Regions from separate parts of the Gossypium hirsutum genome. Here region 2 is linked to region 1. The links are chromatin contacts, called in public Hi-C maps. All regions are on one chromosome and are shown on one strand. Each heading gives the region's core, a stretch centred on a gene start, on an enhancer-like site or on the middle of the called end of the contact. The rest is flanking DNA. Distances are from core to core; before and after follow the strand shown. Region 1 holds the start of LOC107948857 (heme-binding-like protein At3g10130, chloroplastic). Region 2 holds the start of LOC107948869 (mRNA-capping enzyme).

The links. Hi-C and Micro-C count contacts between places; a contact is called where the count stands out from the background.
Region 2: a Hi-C map of leaf shows a contact between it and region 1, with 2.1 times the contacts expected there. The contact joins the promoter of LOC107948869 here to the promoter of LOC107948857 in region 1. A contact is called at or near these places in 2 of 34 Hi-C or Micro-C datasets (hypocotyl and leaf).

What each region holds. Positions count from the first base shown.
Region 1 is chrA04:75,441,433-75,445,911 of Gossypium_hirsutum_v2.1, reverse strand. LOC107948857 (heme-binding-like protein At3g10130, chloroplastic) reads right to left here and starts at 2,735. Exons shown (of 1, transcript XM_016883504.2): 1 at 1,902-2,735. The coding sequence starts at 2,735. The coding sequence ends at 2,130. It overlaps LOC107948858 (protein transport protein yos1), which reads left to right and starts at 890. Exons shown (of 2, transcript XM_016883505.2): 1 at 890-1,260; 2 at 1,680-2,132. The coding sequence starts at 1,683. The coding sequence ends at 1,916. It overlaps LOC107948859 (O-fucosyltransferase 19), which reads left to right. Exons shown (of 8, transcript XM_016883506.2): 8 at 1-59. LOC121228319 (small nucleolar RNA snoR27) reads left to right here and starts at 4,355; the gene lies at 4,355-4,446. It also overlaps LOC121228320 and LOC121228821.
Region 2 is chrA04:75,586,536-75,590,612 of Gossypium_hirsutum_v2.1, reverse strand. It overlaps LOC107948869 (mRNA-capping enzyme), which reads right to left and starts at 1,301. Exons shown (of 18, transcript XM_016883520.2): 1 at 867-1,301; 2 at 326-493. The coding sequence starts at 454.

The DNA of each region.
Region 1 (4,479 bases), core at 1,486-3,985:
CAGACTTGAATGTAATATCTTAAAACATAATGGAAATCGTTTCCCAATTGTCCGCAGCAGATTTTATTGTTTCTTCTTAGTTTCGTTTCCATACGTTTTCTCTTAAAAGATTATTGTTAAAATGCATTTGAGCTGTCCCAATTTGGAAACTTGCTTTGCCTACTGAGAATCACTCCAGATGAAATGAACAGAAATTAAGCAATATTCAGACATATGTACATTTAATCCCAGACGTTTCCTCCTCCATAAATTCTTATCTATATTCATCAGAAACAAATTCAGATACCATGCTTTCTGGATTCCAATTACTACATTGAAGGTACGGTACATAAACCTCTTCCAACTACCACACCGTGTTCCATCGGTTACAAACAGAAATTAGTCCATCATTGCCATAATGAAGAGATTTCCTCACGAATCTTGAGATATAAGGATTCACACTATTGTCAGGTTCTTGTTGTGATTGAACAAAATCAAGTATAGTGGAAGTCTATAATTGTCTTTTCCCCTCTTTATATAAAAAAAATTGAATAAATTAGTTCTTATATATTAAATCAAACAGCAAACTAGTTATTACTTAAAATTTCATTTATTTTTACTATTAAAACATTGTATGTCAGAGTAAGATGCATGTGACACGCTGCCACGAGTAACTGTTTGATTATTTTATCTTTAATGCAAGTTTTTAATGGTAAAAAAGAATAAAATTTTTAATAAAAAAAATCAATTTACTTTTTAATCTAATATATAATGATTAACTTATCTATTTATTGAGTAAAGGGGAAAATCACAATCTAATTCTCAGTACTCAGTTAAAAGTGGATAATAATGCCTTATAGATTGATGCGGACAGTTAAACACGATGCTATTATTCTATGTCAAATGTTGTTGGAGACTGCTTCCATTTTTCGCTTGTCCTTTGAGCTGTCTGATAAATTTTGTCGGGTCGTGTTTTATGGGCCTTAATTTTCGGGTCAGGTAAGAAAAGAAAGGAGAAATCCAACGCCTAGCAGCTCAAAGAATACGTGAGCAAGGATGATCTTATCCGTTAGATGAAAAGCTTCCCTGAATCATACGTGGCCCAACAAGCTGAGACCGCCTGTTGTTTTTACTACTAGTCGTCTCTTGTTCTTCAAAATGGCTTTGGTTCCATCCTCCTTTGATCTTCTGCTTCTGGTCGATGAAATCAATTAGTAATCTCACGAAAGAGTACGGCATTCTAGTTGAAAAAATTTCTTCCTGGGTTGCTTCCTGTCACAAGTGAGAAAAATTCCAATCTTTTTCTCTTCTCTGTTTCCATGGAAATGCTCTGTTTTGACTGATTGTGTTCTCAAATCTGAATTTCTCAGCAAGAGAGCTAATTTCAGGAATAAATTCTAGATTTTTTTATGCGAATAGTATGTTTTACTTGAATTCCATGATCATAAACCTCATATCAACTAAATCTTTTTTTTTTAATTGTAAAATCAATCATGTTGCTTGTTCATCAGAATCATTAGTTTTTTAATCAAAGGATCAACTTTTGTTGTACATGCTAAGATTGGATTTTGAGGCTATATTTTATATGTATTGAGAGTTATTGAGCAGCCTTGGTTGTTGTTGACACTTTACGGTAAATTTTGAGATGAATTTCTTGGTTTATTACATGGCCTGAACTTGCGTGCCTGAATTTTGTGCAGAAAATGGGGTTCTGGACATTGGTAGAAGGATTGCTGCTATTTGCCAATGCATTAGCAATACTGAATGAAGATAGGTTCCTTGGTCCAAGAAGATGGACTTTAGCAGAATTTCGAGGAGGAAGAAGAAACACTCTCAAGGGGCAGATAGTTGGGCTCATACATGCATGTCAATTCCTCAGACTACCACTTATCCTTTTCAATATCATCAAAGTTAGTCTCTGGTTGAGATCAACATGAAGAATAAATTCATGGCTTGGGACATGAATGAATTAATCCATACATACTCTGATGATATGTTAATAAGCTGTTTTTGCCCACCTGTGTGTGTACAATACTCGAAATGATAGAATAAGAGAATGGCTCATATGCTGGTAAGACCATTTCTTTTTGTAGCCTGTGCAATCCAAACTTGGGAGAAAAGAAGAGCTAAACAAACATACAGTTTTGCATTCACTCGACTGGTAACATGACTTCATTAGTCCTGAAAGCAGGTAAAGTCCATGGAGGATTATACCTAGCCAACAAGAACTGGCCAATCACCTTGTACCCATCTCTCTCCAAGCTTTTCTTCAGATTCTCCACCTTCTCTTCCACCACCTTATCCGTCGCCACTCCTCCAAACTTCACCACCCCATATTTCCTCTCCCCTTCTTCCTTTATCACCACCCTCTCATCCAAAGGCTTCGGTGCTTCCTCCGCTGTCTTATACGTCGCCGGCAATAGGAATTGCATGGTCACCATGTTATTGTTGTCACCCTTTGTCACCACAGTAGCAGTCATGGGAATCTTTTCACTTTCATTTCCAGGTGATCTAGTTATCACTGGAGCTGTCATTGCTATCTTTTCAGGTTTTGCGTTTTGGGGATTGCCTAAAGCACCGATGTAATTTGCCAACAACGAAAAGCCACCATCTTTATTCCCCTTGAACTGAGATGGATCGTATGTGACTTCAGCTGCAACTGCTGGTGGGTATTTTCGGATTTCATAGTCAGCCGAGGATTGAACCACTTCATACTTTGGTGTTTCCACTGTGATCTTACCAAAAACCATACCCATGTTGGTGAAACAAGTTGGATTTAGAAAAGACTTTTTTTGGATTGAACTTGAGGATTCAAGCCACAATCTTTTATAACCAGACGAAGGCCACTGAAATCTAGATTGTTCAATCCAAATAATGCCATTACTAGGGGAAGGGGTAAAGACTCCATATACAGTTGTCCTTGATTTTGTGGTACGAATTTGGAGATGAACTAGTGGACTTCTTTTATCCACGACCTCAATCAGTGGAGAGACTATGGGCTTACGGTTTCTCAAGCTAAGCCTTGATAAAAATTATAGAGTATACCATCAATCTTCATCTCATGTAAAAAAATTCACCAAATTATTAATAAATTTAAGTTTTAATTACTTAACTTCAAAAATTTATAAAATAATCATTAAACTATTTAAAATTTTTATTTAAGTTACTGAGATTTTTTTAAAAGTCCAGTTAACAAGCTTTAAGCGACGATTTAATGATTGATATGGTAAAATCCATCAACAACTAGAATAACATATCTTAGACCCAAATCGATCTAACAATCAATGTCGAAAATTGGAAAAGCTAATTAGATTTTGATTCGTAGATTTATGATGTTCAAAATTGTCTTATAAAAAAAATTGAATTGTAAAATAGAAGAGTAATGAGAGCTTTCAATTAATGCAGATAATGCAAACAGAGAATGCCATATACAATAATTTTAATAACTCAATGACTTAAATAAAAATTTCTAAATTATTTAATGATCATTTCGTAACTTTTTAAAATTAAGTGACTAAAATTTAAAATTAGAGTAGTTTATCCAAAAATACATAAACGAAAGTAGTGACAGGTTTGATTTCAATGTTGTATAAACTTGCACTGTACTGCAGAATTGCCTTCAGCCATGGATGGGCTCAGAATGACATAAATTACACCCAATAATCTGCTAAATCAAAGCATTTTTTATTCTTGAAAACAATACAAGAGCAGCATCAGTACTGGATTACAGCCAATAGCCCAAGACCCGAAAACTTCGGAATTGTTGAGTTCCATAATACGTTTCAAATAACATAGAAAATAGGTCCAGAAACCCATAAAATATATGGGGCTTTTATAGAAAAGGCTTTCATTCACTATTAAGGCCACCTTGGTTCAATATCTTAGGGTTTTGCTCTAAATTCTAATCAATATATAAGGGGCATACCTAGGGTTACCAGTGTTTCAAGGTACTTTTTCTGAAACAAAACTGGTCTTTTTAACACAACAATCTGAATTTCTGTTTCCAGATGGTTTATATGTTTTTATTTGCTGCACCTATTTTTTTCATATCGATGAGGAGATAATTAAATTGTTATCCTTGCACTTCGATTGTCAGTGAAGAAACAAAGTGGGCAATTTTTTGTATCTGAGATGCTTCGTTTTCAACCCTTTCCCTTTCTGGGTTTTGGTTTTATGGATCAAAGATGTTAAATTTTATTCTGCGTTATCTATCTGATAGCCCTTTCTTTAAAAGGAAATGAAGATAACACTAATCACATACTGAGATCCTGTTTAACCTTGAATTTTTTTTTCTATGTTACTACATTGTTTGGTTAAATTGAATCCCTTGCTTGAGTTGTTAATCGATGCTGAATGAGTTTGTGGATATGCTTTCATTGGGTCTATGATGCTACTTTACAAACTGCGTTATCTCTCTGAACTTCCTTTTATAAGGATTGAAGACATTTTTCCATGCTGAGATCCACTGCTGCTGTTTTAGTAACATGTTCATTGCCTGTG
Region 2 (4,077 bases), core at 52-2,551, 150 kb before region 1:
ATAATGCCTCAGTGTGTTATCAGTCATCCATGTTACCTTGCGAATAAGTAGCTATTACCCAGACAATCAACTACATTAACACAGACAACTTTAACACACCATATGCACATGAATCCAATAATATTTGTCTTAGCTACAGCCTATCTCGTCTATCCCTCAAAGCCTAAAAAAAATTTCATTCCGGAAGTGCCTAAATCATTTCACCAGGATTGAGAAAATAAATAGGGAGGCATTATTTCCAATCAGTGATACATATCAAGAGCAATTAAATGCATCCTTTACATAGAAAGCAAAAGAAAGCCAGAAGAGAAAACTCCAGACGTACCCTCCTTGAAATTTCAACTGCAGATTCTACGTGTTCTTCTGGTACGGAGTAATGTTCTATATGTCTTTCATATATTTCTTCCTCATCTTCAGGTAATGGGGAAGCATTTAAGTCCATACTAGCAATCATTCAGCATCTACCAAACACCAAACACCATGAATTTTGAACCTATACCAAAAGATAAATAAAATGAAAACAACTAAAAGTTATACACTTTGAGCAAACAAATTCACTAATCAATAATGCTAAACACAAATACAATGGCTACTTCGTCAAATTAAGAACAAAACCTACCTAACAGCTTTTGCTATTTTCTCTCAGACTTTCCTGCCTTCTCTTTTTCTTATTTGCCTCAGGCTTAATTTTTTTAAGATACAAACGACGTCTAACTGGTGAGCGAAGTAAGAAAACAATTCGAAATACCCTAACCAACAAATTAATTATACGCAAGCAACTCCATCCTTCAGGCAGAAAAAACGAAACCGTCGACCAGAAAAAGAAATAAATAAAAAATGGAACACGAAATTAGCTTCAAACTCACTGGAAACATGTAATCTACGGTGAAATTACAGCTAAAAGAAGATCAAACAGGCCGTTGAAGCGGTTAAAATAAACTGATGTCCTCTTTTTTCCGTCACCTACGGAATCCAATAAACTCGGAAACTTGTTCTGTAAGCTGTAGGGACGGTACAGAATGGGGTGTGAGAGACAAAGATGCACGGAGGAGAAGAGAAATGTATCTGTAAAAGTATCCCTTCGAAACCCTAGAGAGAGAAAGTCGTTGGTTATTTCGAAAGAGCAGATATAGAGAGAGAATAGTGATCAATAATTTTAAAAAATCGCTCCCATGTCAGGTCCGAGAGACAAAGATGCACTGAGGAGAAGAGCAAAGTGTCAAGATTCCAGTTTGGAAGAAATCAAATAAATATGGAGGATAAATTAAATTGTTATAAAATATTCTACTCAAAAAAATTTTAAAATAATTTAGAGAAATATATGAAAAAAATAATAATTATTCAGGGAAATGCCCAGGGAGAGGCATTATTGGGATGGGAATGGAAAATTCGGTGAGGGGTAATATCGTCATTAAATTTATATTTTTCACTTGAATTAAATTAAATAATTATGGGTGTGGTCTACCGATGTCAAAGATAGGATATGAAATCTATTATTAGGTTAAATATGTTATCAGTACATGGATTTGTATTGATTTCTTTATTTTAAAAAGTTAAAAATTTAATTTTTTTATTTTTTCAATTTAAAAATTATTAGTTTATGTCTAAATTTATCAATTTAATATATTTATTTTATGTTAATCATATGTCATACCATATGAAGATGTTCTAATCAAAATTTTAAGTTAATAAATTTTAATAGAAAATATTTATGAGACTGAAATTTTTAAAAATTAAAAAGTAGCACTTAATTTTTAAATTTTTAAGTACATAACTTAAATTTTAAATTTTATCAAACTACAAAGACTAACAACAAATTTTAACCTTTTTATTACTACAATACTAGTGTGAATTAAGTTGCTTCCTATAAGTCAAAACTGCTATAGGTTAAAAATATTTTAAACTTTGCTTTGATAAGTAGATATATTTTACAGATTTTAGACCCAAACTTTTAGCATTTTACATGATCCTTAGGTAAAATATTACATTTTAATTTCGATTGTTTGTTTTGAATCTAATTTGCATTTATTTATCTTTTTAGTGAATTTTCTTTATTTTATGCATTTGTAAATAATTGAATTCTAATTAAGTGTTTTTGAACTTGAAATAGATGCATAGAAGCTTGAGGCTCAAATTTTGAGACCATCAAAGGATCAGATGAAGAATCAAGGCAAAGTGGGGCAAAAAAACAAGGAGTTTGGTGCCTTGGCACAACAATTTAGCACCCCCACCCCGGCAAGCGAGCAATGGCACCCTCACCCTAGTCAGCACTCCAATGTGAGATGTGAACAAGCTTTGTCGGCGGCCTAGTACCACTTGGCACCCTTATGTCTCACCTCGCGTGTCCCAGCACCAGCTAGCCTATTTTGACTCAAAATTTCACATTTTGACAAAGTACTAAAGGTATTTTGTGGTTTTTTATGACATGAATCAATTTTCTGTAGCCTTATTTAGGTTGAAAATATACTATAAATACTCTATTTTAAAAGGAAGGTAGGATTTTTAGCCATTTAGAGATCGAATAGTTTTTTTTTTGAGTTCTTTCAATTTTATGGCTTGTTAAACTCCATTGTTTTTAGTCGATGGCTTTTATATATTTATGTCGTAATTTACGTTTATGTGGGTTAGATGTGTGATTTGGCTTAAATGAACCTTGATGAGGTGAGTTTGTTTGTTAGAATTAGGTCTCTCTTATTATTAATGTTGTTGGTAAGTTAAATCCAAGGCACTGAGTTATAGGATTATTTATCGATTAGGGAAGTAATCTCAAACAAGCTACCTCTTGGTTCCAAATAGATAATGACAAATTGGTTGTCTAGGGCTAAGTCAGCAACTAGAACTAATTTACTAAAGGCGTTGAGGACACCTTTGCATCGATGTCGAATTCATAAATCAAATAAAGATTTTTATTTGGCTAGAGCTTTTTTCCATCAATTTTTCTAAAACTTTTAATTATTGCTTTCTTCCATTTAAGTTTTCAATTTAAATTTACTTTTCTATTTCATAAACCCCTTTTAATTTACTTTTATTGTTTTTGTTTGAAGAAATAAAGTTATTGTCGATCTCTGTGGATATGACCCTACTTGCTACTTCTACTAATTTCTCTTTTTCAAGTAAATTTTATTTTTGTAGGTCTCAATAAACTAACACCCTTAAAACTTAATTTAGGTAAACTGCACCATTAGTCACTAAATTATGGGTCAATTTTCGTTTTGGTCACTAAACTATTCAAAAGTTTTCATTTAAGTCGCAATGTAGTTAAAATTAATGTTATATGGCTTTCTCTATTCGCACTGCCTACACTAATCAAAAGCTCTCTTTCCTATTCTCTTCTACAGTTCAGTTTTTTTTCATGAAATAACTTTAGACATCACGAATCTGTGAATCAAAATTCAAATAGCTTTTTTCTTCGATCTCCGATACTTACATCAGATTGACTTAGATTTAAGGTATATTCTTCTACTCATCAATGGGTACTAATCCACCATATTGATAGTCGAATCGTCGCTTAAAGCTCACTAGCGGAACTTTTATGTATAAAAAAACTTAATAGCCTAGTGACTTAATAAAAACTTTTGAATAGTTTAGTGACTTAAATGAAAATTTTCAAATAGTTCAATGACCAAATTGTAACTTTTTTTTAATTAAGTGACCAAAACAAAAACTAACCCATAGTTTAGTGACTAATGGTGTAGTTTACCCAATAATTTTAAAGTAAAAGAACAAAAATAAATGTAAAAAAAATATTTTTAATAAGTTTATAAATAATAATTTACATAAAAATGATTTTTATACTATTATTTAAAATTGTTATACCTTTACACCTCTTGGACATGTGGCATCAAGAGAAGCCACCTAAGAGACTCCTGTGAATGGCTTTCTATTTCATATCGCTCGGTTGGTCTTCCGCTTTACATCACTCGGCTACCCACGCACTTCACCCTCCATCAAACCACCTGCCATCGAGCAACCTATTTTTTAGTAGGAACTTACTCCCATTTAATGGGGACCGCCAAGGGACCATTAAGGTATAATAACCTTGTACTACCTCAGCTAAAGGAATGTCACACCAATACT